2 separate regions of the Mus musculus genome follow, and region 1 is linked to region 2. A link is a contact called in public Micro-C data. All regions are on one chromosome and are shown on one strand. Each heading gives the region's core, a stretch centred on a gene start, on an enhancer-like site or on the middle of the called end of the contact. The rest is flanking DNA. Distances are from core to core; before and after follow the strand shown.

Evidence for each region. A called contact is a pair of places that touch in the nucleus more often than the background predicts.
Region 1: a contact with region 2 is called in a Micro-C map of stem cell-derived neural progenitor cells, with 2.9 times the contacts expected there. The contact joins the enhancer-like site here to the promoter of Rnf32 in region 2. A contact is called at or near these places in 6 of 39 promoter capture datasets (embryonic stem cells, epiblast stem cells, hippocampal neurons and 2 more), 2 of 484 Hi-C or Micro-C datasets (liver and stem cell-derived neural progenitor cells), 2 of 115 datasets of contacts at active chromatin or transcription factors (embryonic fibroblasts and neural progenitor cells) and 2 of 9 other capture datasets (liver and pancreatic islet).

The regions. Positions count from the first base shown.
Region 1 is chr5:29,247,542-29,253,021 of GRCm38.p6, forward strand. It overlaps Lmbr1 (limb region 1), which reads right to left. Exons shown (of 17, transcript NM_020295.3): 15 at 5,202-5,268. Among named protein-coding and RNA genes, the nearest start is that of Gm42244, 24 kb to the right of the region's middle. Within about 2 kb of position 3,515, at least 28 of the 459 cell types and tissues checked have an H3K27ac peak or open chromatin away from gene starts, as enhancers often do. A contact at or near this core is called in neural progenitor cells and stem cell-derived neural progenitor cells, where this site is marked.
Region 2 is chr5:29,193,142-29,198,366 of GRCm38.p6, forward strand. It overlaps Rnf32 (ring finger protein 32), which reads left to right and starts at 2,852. Exons shown (of 10, transcript NM_001289757.1): 1 at 2,852-2,971; 2 at 3,439-3,504; 3 at 4,785-4,879. The coding sequence starts at 4,865.

The sequences.
Region 1 (5,480 bases), core at 2,265-4,764, 55 kb after region 2:
AGACCACAAACTCTGGCCACAGCACATAGAGAAATCCAGCTGGTACTCAACCGAAAATGTCCTTCCTTCTGGCTCTCACAATACTAGAAGGTGCTACAGGGTGCTGGGGGAGAGAGGGTCATGAACAGTCTGACTCAGCTGTGAGCCTTGTGAACAACATAACAACCATGAGGCAAGCATATGGGGGCAAACTGGCATGAGTGTTATGGGAGCAACCAATTACTTTCTGATTAGATTTGAGACCTGCTCCACCAAAGGAAATATATGCCTCATACTACAAATCTGACCAGGAATCCATGGTTGGAGAGCTGGATATATCAATCTGTCCCCTAAATTCACTATCTCTAATACTTGTAGATTAGTGCAGCTATCGGGCCTCATCAAGGAATTTTCTTTGCGAAGTAGACAGTAGTTAACATAGAAACTCACAATTGATCAAAATGCAAAAACTAAATATATCAGTGCTCAGCCACAATGAAAACATCTGTATCACAGCTCCCAACCAAGGCTCGGATCTCATCAACAAAGAGGGGGCAGAAAGATTACAAGAGCCAGAGGTTGGGGAGCACTTGAATCAAACCATGTTTTCTGAACACATGACCTCACAGCAGCTGTGGTTGCCTGCACAAGACCTGCACCGTACAGAGTCAGGCAGCATTCCAGTATGGAAGGGCTCATGAGCCCCACCCACCTTGGTTGGGAAGCTTTTGAAGCTGATGACTTCTGGGGAGGGAGAACAGTTTTCTTTAATAATATGACCCTAGGTACGTAGACCATGCTCCACTAGAGGGCCCAAGACTATGGGCAACACGAATAAGCATCAGTGGACTTTTAAAATGACACAAAGTTGAGAGGAGACTGGGAGGTGTTAAAGGGAGTAGGGTGAATATTATTAAAGCACATTGTATGTAAACATGATAGTCTCAAAAATTAATGAAAATGGTATCTTGAATTTTTTTTATTACATATTTTCCTCAATTACATTTTCAATGCTATCCCAAAAGTTCCCCCACACCCTCCCCCCCAACTCCCCTACCCAACCATTCCCAATTTTTGGCCCTGGCGTTCCCCTGTACTGGGGCATATAAAGTTTGCAAGTCCAATGGGCCTCTCTTTCCAGTGATGGCCGACTAGGCCACCTTTTGATACATATGCAGCTAAAGACAAGAGCTCCGGGGTACTGGTTAGTTCATAGTGTTGTTCCACCTATAGGGTTGCAGATCTCTTTAGCAACTTGGATACTTTCTCTAGCTCCTCCATTGGGGGCCCTGTGATCCATCCAATAGTTGACTGTGAGCATCCACTTCCGTGTTTGCTAGGCCCCGACCTAGTTTCACAAGAGACGGCTATATCGCAGTCCCTGCAACAAACGCTTGCTAGTGTATGCAATGGTGTCATCATTTGGAGGCTAATTATGGGATGGATCCCTGGATATGGCAGTCTCTAGATGGTTCATCCTTTTGTCTCAGCTCCAAACTTTGTCTCTGTAACTCCTTCCATGGGTGATTGTTTCCAATTCTAAGAAGGGGCAAAGTGTTCACACTTTGGCCTTCGTTCTTCTTCAGTTTCATGTGTTTTGCAAATTGTACCTTATATCTCGCTATACTAAGTTTCTGGGCTAATATCCACTTATCAGTGAGTACATATCATTTGAGTTCTTTTGTGATTGTGCTACCTCACTCAGGATGATGCCCTCCAGGTCCAGAAGCCACTTCAGCCCAATCTAACTCTTATAAATACAGTCTATTTATGTATTTATGTATATAATTCATTTTAAAAATATCCTACAACTGAGATGGCCTGTCCCTTGTCTCAAAGCATGCATTCCACTGGAGATACTCACTTGGGTAGGTAAAGGCTCTCTAGTATAGAGCTCGGACAACAGCACCTTCACTTCACATGTTAAAGTAGACTCTGAAGGCGTCTTCTCACCAGATAATCCCAAATGGAATTACTTTCATACAGACTACAGCTTAGGAACTACATCAGCAGGCTACATTTTGACTGCCATGCCCGCATAGCACTGAAGAGCATGGCCAGGGAGGCCTGAGCTAAGGACTATCACCAGCGGCTCTTCTGACTCTCACATGGAATGCAGGAGAGTTGCAGCAATTCCTTATTCTTAGAAATCCTAACCAGATATACAGATTTAGTGTTCAAACATAAGTTAATTAAAACATCTTATTTGTTGTCTTTAATAAAACTGAGCCTGGCAGTGGTGGCACACGCCTTTAATCCCAGCACTCGGGAGGCAGAGGCAGGCAGATTTCTGAGTTCGAGGCCGGCCTGGTCTACAGAGTGAGTTCCAGGACAGCCAGGGCTACACAGAGAAATCCTGTCTCGAAAAACAAACAAAAAAACCAAACAAATGGAGATACCTAAACTATATACAAGCTGATCTGAAAGACTACTTTTGTTTTAGTATCATACTTTTGTAAGTCAGCATTTTGGCCTTGCATAACTAGTTAGTTATAAAGTGCAGAAATGGTTTCTAAGATAAAAATAGTTTTAAAACATAACTAGCAAACATATTTCAAAAACTGTTGCCTGAACTTGAAGGAAAACCTCTCTGGGGCTTCAGATGAAGAGTGATGAAAAAAACCTCACTTGTCTTCCCAGCCAAGAAGTGAACAGCACACTGTCAGTATCTGAGATGTTCTTCAAAACACATGGCTGAGCATCTGCAGGGAACTGATTAACTGCTCTGATTCCAACCTGTCGCAACCATCTCCTCTCATTATACTTGGCATGTATTAAATTAAACAGTGATCTATTACTTAAAAGAAGAGCATCCACTATGCCAAAATAGGGATTCTTTATAACCAAAGTCTGACCACACACCAGAACAATGTGTCAGCTCTCGGGAGGCACAGCAATGCTCTTACAGGTTTTAAAGGGTTGAATGCAAAAAAATCTTACATTTACTACATACAATAAACTACATTCATTTCATTGACTTAAAATGCCTGTTCAAAATAACCCTCACAACTTCTTTGTAGCAAGTGATAAGCTTATTAAGTTATTTAGCGCACATTTTTCAATGAATCCACTTCCCCCATTCAAATGTAGTAAGCTATCTGAGAGTAATGCTTCAATGGCCATGTTAGTCACATCATGCACTTAAACCTCGAGCTATAGACTTCATCAACAATAGCAGCTGATGATTTTTAAAAGAAAACAGCTATTGGACATTTTCATTTCCTTAAACAACTGTATCATCAAATTCACTATGGTATTCTGGAATCAGTGTACTTTAAATTCATAATTAAAATTCTCCTCTTCAGCAAACATCACTCAGATGTCAGGTCCTATATTCTGTTCTGCTGTGTGCCCATTTCTCCTAATGACAGATGCTGTGGACTGATCTCACAGGAGCAAAGGAGATCAAGTTGAGGTCAGATCTCCTTGTGAGAGCTGAGGAGAGAGAGAAATTTTCACAGCTAGGGATGTGGTAAATGCGTCCTTTATTCTGTTCGCAAGCTTTTCAGCTGGTGCATCACAATCCTGCTCTTCAGCAGGGGCACACTCATCAGTATCTCACCTTCTTAAAATCAAAGACTCAATCCTAAAGCATTAGCAGATTACACAGTAACTCTCTAGTTTGCATTTCCCATAATACTAAAATAAGGCTTTATCTCTAGTCTAGAACTTTGCTGTTTTAATACTGCAGAAAGCCTCCATGAATCTGTTTAACGTATTTACTCTTTTCATCTATTCAGTGCCACTGGGCATAACACGTACTGCAGTGCATACCGCTGTCTTCCACAGCGCCACATGACTCACTGTACCGCAGCACACTCCACTAATCCTGTTTGGACAGCTGGGTCCAAGAGCTTCTCAGCTGCATTTTAATTGTTCCATCGTTGTTTTTTTTTTTTTTCTTTTTATTTATCTCTATGGCAAACTACTCAGGAATTTAATTTGTCAGGCTTCAAAAAGTAAATTTTGCCATTAATTTGTTTTGTTTGTAGTAAGCCTATACTCAGCAGGTGATTTTCTCCCTCAAAATCGAAATACATTCATGATTATCAATTACTTTTAAATAACAAAGCACAATAAATAAGATTTTCAAAGGTTCAAAATGGAAAGGTGGCTGGTCACTCCCAGTATCTGCTGGACTGTCCTAACAGATGTAGCATTTAGCTTCAAATGGTGGCACTAATGTGCATGTTTCATGTTTCAGTATTAGCTCACCATAAGCAGATGTGTCCTACCAATCAAACATGAAAGAGACACACTCACTAAATAAATAGCCTGTGGAAGAGAAGTTCTTTTACACTTATACTTTAATTCTACTGGTTATCAAAGCACACAAGACTACTACAAAGCTCCCGCTTTCTGACACAGCTGCAACACTGATGGCATGAACCCTCAGGAGGCAGTTTTGGAGCAGAGCAAGCCCCTGGCCTACACTGCCAATGAAGCCAGGGACAGAGTTCACAGATATACTCTGTCTGGTCTTTTTCTAACATTAATTTACAAAGTTAAAACATAAGTCTAGAGAATTATATGGAACTGCCTAAAAGAAACATCTGTCTGAAATAATATTTAGCCAAGAACACAGTCTAGAATAGTGCATTATAAAGGACAAATGACTGACTTATGAGTCAACTATGTCACCGATAAAATAGAATTCTCTTTTACTTTTAAAAGACAGTAAACCCTGCCTGTACATTGATAATTTAAGGAAATATTATGATTGGCAGGCAAACAGAGATGACAGGACTAAAAACTGTCCTGTGGTGTATGCTCCCAGGGACTGCACAACACCATGCTCAGCTCTATTTTCATGAGCTCAAAACAGCTTAAAACAAGTTTACAAGTTTCTATTTTTTAAAAGCACACATTACACTATACATTTGGAAATATATTCATACATGGATCTTTTTTTAATATTTTCTAGGCACTGAAGTGTTTTTTTAAAGTCACAGTTTCCTCACTAGAAGATTCAAAAGCCCAACTTATGAATGAAGTAAGAAAAAAAAAGTCTATTGTTTGGGAAAGGAATGTTTAAGTGCTTAAAAAAAAGGTCTTTGTTTGCTTTGGTATGCCCCTATACACAATTGAACTATAGAATAATATAATATTATATTTTAAAGGTAATTAAAAAAAAGAATTTACAAAGCAAAAAAGTTAAAGAGATTTTAAAAAGTTATCTATAAAACCATGGACTTTACTGAGCATTTCTTAGTCAAACTTACCCAGTGTTCTGGACATCACAGGCAAAGCAGAGCTCAAGACTAAGATTGACACACAATTCCCAATGATCTGTGGAAAGAAAGGATGGCTTGCAAGGAGACAGCAGGAGGCAAAGAACCCCTCAAGCACTCTTGGGAGGGCAGTGCAGAGCAGATACCCGGAGCACCCGGCAACTTCTTAACAACACTATCAGAGTAGAATTTAAACATAATAAGCCTTTCCCTTTAAAATTATATTTATGAATTCCACAAAACACAGAGTATAGGTGCAAGCATATAGTC
Region 2 (5,225 bases), core at 1,602-4,101:
TGTCAAGCTATGATATCAAAGGACCTGAAAAATGCCACATAAAAGAAGCCAAACACTTATGTATTGTATAGGTACATCTAAGTCTATGGACACAGAATATAAATTGGTGGCTGCTAGGGGCTAGGGTAGAGCAGACTGTAACATTGGTGTAGGGTTTATCTCCACTGTGCCCTACAGAAATGTCTTAAAACTTGAGGACACCACGACAGCACTGTGGACATATCAAATGCCACCGAGCTAGTCACTCTATGATGATCAGTGTTGTTCTACATGGATGTTACCTCAAAGAATTTCATTTAAAAATTGATGGAAAAGATTGGGCATGATGGTGCACACGTGAATTCCTTGTAATCAGGAAGGATACAGGAAGACTGATTTATCCTAGGACAGACTAGGCTATATAACAAGTTACAGACCACCCGGGGATACCAAAAAAACAAAACATTTTTTTAAACAAATGAAAAGCTCGGGAAGCTGCCACCAGAAGACCTGAACTTTTAAGAAATGTTCAGAGGAGTCATGCAGAGAAAAAGAAAATAATTTAGGGCAGAAACTCAGAACTAGTCTGTTTTTCCACTTTCCAGACTGACCCATTTGTTCAATGGAAAGGAGTGATTACTGGGTTACAAAAGTTAGGATAAAAAGAATGAGTGACAACATGTTATAACTCACATATTTTAAGAGATGGGTAAAAGGACCAGCAATCCTTTACCAGTACCTGCACTGGCCAGGATATAGGACTATGTTACTGGACTCAAAAGAAAATTTTAAAAAATATTTTGAAAATCAAACCACTAGTCTTCAAAATCGGAGGATGCAGCATATCTCCTGGCCAACCTATTTTAGATAGCAAAACATCATGAGTTAAATACTTGGATAAGGTGGGGAATTTTTAAATGGGATTTTTATTTTTTATAACTTTATAAAGTTGGAGAGAAATACCTCAAGACAGAATTAGTAGGCATTGTCCAAAGCAATTCACATACAGTATCATGTTTTAACTTCATCACAACCCTAAGTTGTGGTAACAGAATCCCTATTTTCATTGAATTTCTTTTTGCTCAAAGTAACAGAAAACTAGACCCACAATAGATGAAAAGACCAAGAGCTGGGCTAGCTCCAGGGCTCAAACTACATCACCCATCTTGGACTGTGTCCAAATCCCAGTTCTGCCATTTCCTGTATAATCTTCTAAGGTTCACCTGGTAGCTCCACACCTTCAGGCTCTTACCCTATGATGCTAATGGAGCAGATGCAGCTGCAGTTTCGTGTCTTTTCTTGTTCCCACATTCAGTAGGAAGAATTAAAGGAATTTTCCAGTGCTCCCCCCAATAAAAACTCACTTGAGTTCCTGTGACTAGCCCAGCTAGGCCAGCCCCCCAGCCCCCATCGTATAATATCATGATGGTTCATCATAGTATCAGAGTTTCCAACTAGTTTAGATTGGCCACATATTCAGTCACAGAATAATGACCAGGACTACTGTTGGGGTAATTAATAGATGTCCAATGACAGGATGCAACAAGGCCCCTTTGAAAATAAGAAGCCCATAACTCAGGACAATAAAGCAACTTGTTAAAATTCAGACATCCAAAGAGTTAAATGTAGGTTTAAACTCAGGTCTAGCTAATGGCATCCAAAAGCTTTACCCTCTTAGGCTTCAATAAAAACCAGTCTTAGGAGAGCACAAAGGTGGGCCTACTGCTCTCCTAAAAGCATCACTCACTGAAACAAAAGCTAAGATTATACTACTTCTTGAAAGCACCTGAACTAGCATGTGAAAATTCATAACTAACTCATTGTGAATTTGACTTTTAAAACAGTTGGCCTGCTATTAATCTGCTTCTACAAGCTTCAAGTAGTAAGAGCCAATCCAGAAAGTTCATTGCCAAGAAAAAAATCTGTAACTTTTAAGTGGAGTTTAAAATTATATTGTTCCAGAGACTTATCATGTGTACCAGATTTATAATGACTTTTGGGACTTCTTAGTGACAGAATACCAATCTTCCAGCTCGGTAACTTCTGTAGACTTTACTTTATGGAGGATCTCGCCTTCTTGTGTTTTCTTTGCACTTCCAGGTGAATTATGTACAATTAAAGTACAAAAAGGCATTCCAGGCAGGAGAAAAATCAATACAATATTTCTGCTTGGCACCAAGAAGTGAAAGACTTTTAAAGGACCCCAGGGAATCAAGCCTGGTTCAAAGGACAGCGCGGGGATGCAGACTTAAGAGGGGTAGGAGGCAATGTCTCAGAGTGCAGAAGGCCAGGAGCCGCAAGGACACCTCTCTCCACCCTCACCTTCAGAGAAGCCTTGAGACCCTAGATCTTGGAAGGAGCCACTAGAAGGGGCGAACGTGAAAAGGCCTGCATCCCGCAACACACAACAGGCCACACGATACCGGGAGCCAAGACACAATCGTGACAACAGTAGGAGGGCGGATGGCGACGCCACACAGCTCGCAAAACAGTCGAGGGGCCGTTATCAAGTCTTTCGACTGAGGGGACAGCAGAAAGCGCACTCCAAAGAGCCGCACGGGTCAGCGCATCCTCGGGACGCATCACGCAGCCTGGCTGGAGGGCAGCGGAAAGGACGCCATTCAAAAACCACACGTCCGAGGAAGAGACGGGAGAGCCCGTGCACGCCACTCCACGCGCCTAGGACGCGCGCCTCACGACGACGTAACCGCACCAGCGCCGGACGCTGACGATACGCGAGGGGCGGAGCCATGATGTAAGCGCGGGCGGAGCCAGCCGCTCGCAGCAGGTGAGATGAAGGGGGTTGGGGGATGTCTGGCCAGACTGCGGGGGGGGGGGGGGGGGGAGGAGGGGGGACCTGCGAGCATGCGCACTGAGAGCCAGGCGGAGCCGGCCGGCGGGCGTGCGCACCTAGAAGCGCAGAGGCCGCTGGTTGCCGTGGCAACGAGGAGCCGTTCAGAAAAGGTGCAGCTGAGGGACAGGAAAGGCCGTTGTGAGTTTGTCCCGCAGCGCTGTCTGAAGTATAAAGCTCTGGTGCAGAGAAGGGAGCGAGAGCCGAACGCGGGGTAGTGTTGGGGCGGGAGGTCCGGGTCGCTGTGGTCGGTCCGCGGATCCTGCCTGCGCTGCACAAGGCTGTGATATAACGAGGGACCTCACGGACCAGATTTCCAACGACTTCTCTTGTCTCTGGGGGCGTATTTTAAATTTATATGCCATCTCTCCAGTGCATTTCTATTGACGCGTTTATTAATTGCCTTCTGATCACTGAAAACAATTGGTGATTAAATGTCTTGTCGCCTAGTCCTGTGTTTTCCTACCTAGCACAGCCTCCTAACCGTGCGCAAGCTAATTACAAACAGGCAGTTTGCTGTTGTGGCTGTCAGTGCCAGGCAGAGGTTGTGTATTTCTCACCTGTTGCTAAACTAACGGGTCACCTCTTCTCTATGTTTTCTCATACAGTTGGACTACATCTGACACGTTTCGTTATCCTTTCAATTGTCAGTTTGCTAATACTATGGGACTATGGTAAGGCAATTTTTAACGCTCTTACCTTGATGTTAGTTACAACGGTACAATAAAAACCTGGTGAAATTGTAGACTAAGTAGCTACCTATGGTTACTGATGGTATGAATCTTGTTGAAAAAGTGAACTTTTTTATGATGCATATTTGGCGTTGCCAAATTACAGGCATTTTGAATTTGGAAAATAATAACAGTGACCCTTTAGTATTTTACATGCCTTCCTCCAGCCAAGGCCACGGTAAGGAATACTGCATACAAACTTCTCTCATAGATCTCCATGCCAGCACTGAGAAGTAAGGGGAACGTGAGCACATTGAAAACTGCCCTAGGCTTCTGAAGGGTCTGAACAGCTGCTGGTTCTTTGTCTTAAATCAGGTGTCTCACACATTAGTTCCTATGGGACTTACTTTCCTGTAATCTTTTCAAGTGTGTGTTGCAGTGCTGGGGTTAGAACCCAGGGCCCCATGTATGCATGAATGCCTAAGCTGCTCTGTGAGCACCTTTCTGAAAGTTAGCTCCTTGATACTATTCCCTTAGGTTGCTTTTTAAAAGGTGCTTTTTCTCTCCACTGTAGAATATTATGGACAGCCTGGTCCCAAAACTAGAAGGGTTAATACCCAGTCTGTCCCCTCATTTTTAAGGGAATTGGAGCAACAGTCACCATTTATGAGTATCTTATGCAGAACAGTCCCTTGGAAGCCCTTAAGGAGGTTTTCTCTTAATATAATAATCCTGCAATGTCAGCATTTTTGTGGTTTTTTTTTTTTTATAAATGCAAAACTAAGCCAGAGATGCTTAAGTCGCTTGCCCAAAAAAAGTAGAAAGCAGATTGGGACTCGGTATCTGTCCCCCATATTCTGTCCGCCTGTGTGTTGGCCAGGTTGAAGGCAGTCGGCATGTGCCATACACCCATCTTCTTCATTGTTTCCCTTCTTGCCAAAACACAAACAGCATGCTGCTTTCCTGGGCATCTCTGCTCTTGCTCCTGCCATCTAGCACACACATTTCTCTCTTTAAGACTTGGGCTAAATGTTGTCTTCAAGGGTTGTTTATTTACTTAGTGTCTCACTTTGGTCTAAGACTTTGCTCTAAGACTCTGGTTTTGCTTCTAGATTGTTCTTTCTAGTACCATGGTAAGCTCTTTGAGGACAGGGCTGGATTGGGTTAGGACTATGTAAATTAGACAGGGCAGCTCACGCTGCTCTGTGGCTGGCATTCCTTTTACCATCCCCAGAGCCCTCGTAGACTTGGATGTTTACATGCACTCTTACTTTCTGTTACAGCAGAAGAATGGAAGTTATCGTAACGTGATGTTAGAGATCGTTAAAGCCACACCACAGTGTTTCCTGATTCCTGATACAGCATGCTAAGAAATAAGGTACTCCATCCTCCTGAGAACAGACCCATGCTTTTATTTACAGGGGGTAGCCTAGCTGGACTTTCTGCAGGTATAAAAATAGTTTACAAACCTTGTGATCTTGGGGAAACTGTGAGCAGAAGTGGGAGGTGCATGTGATATGGGTAACAGACAGTCTCAGGGTGCTGCTTGCACACATCTCCTGGCTCAGGGACCTGGTCCTGCAAGAAATGTTTAAGTTTTCACCAGAGAGCTTATACTTAAGAGCAAGATTCCTTTTAAGGTTTGCCTGGAGTCTAATTTAGTTACAGCAAAACAGCAGGGTCTTAGTTAAGCACCCACAGGTTTGAACTTATTGGTTTATAAT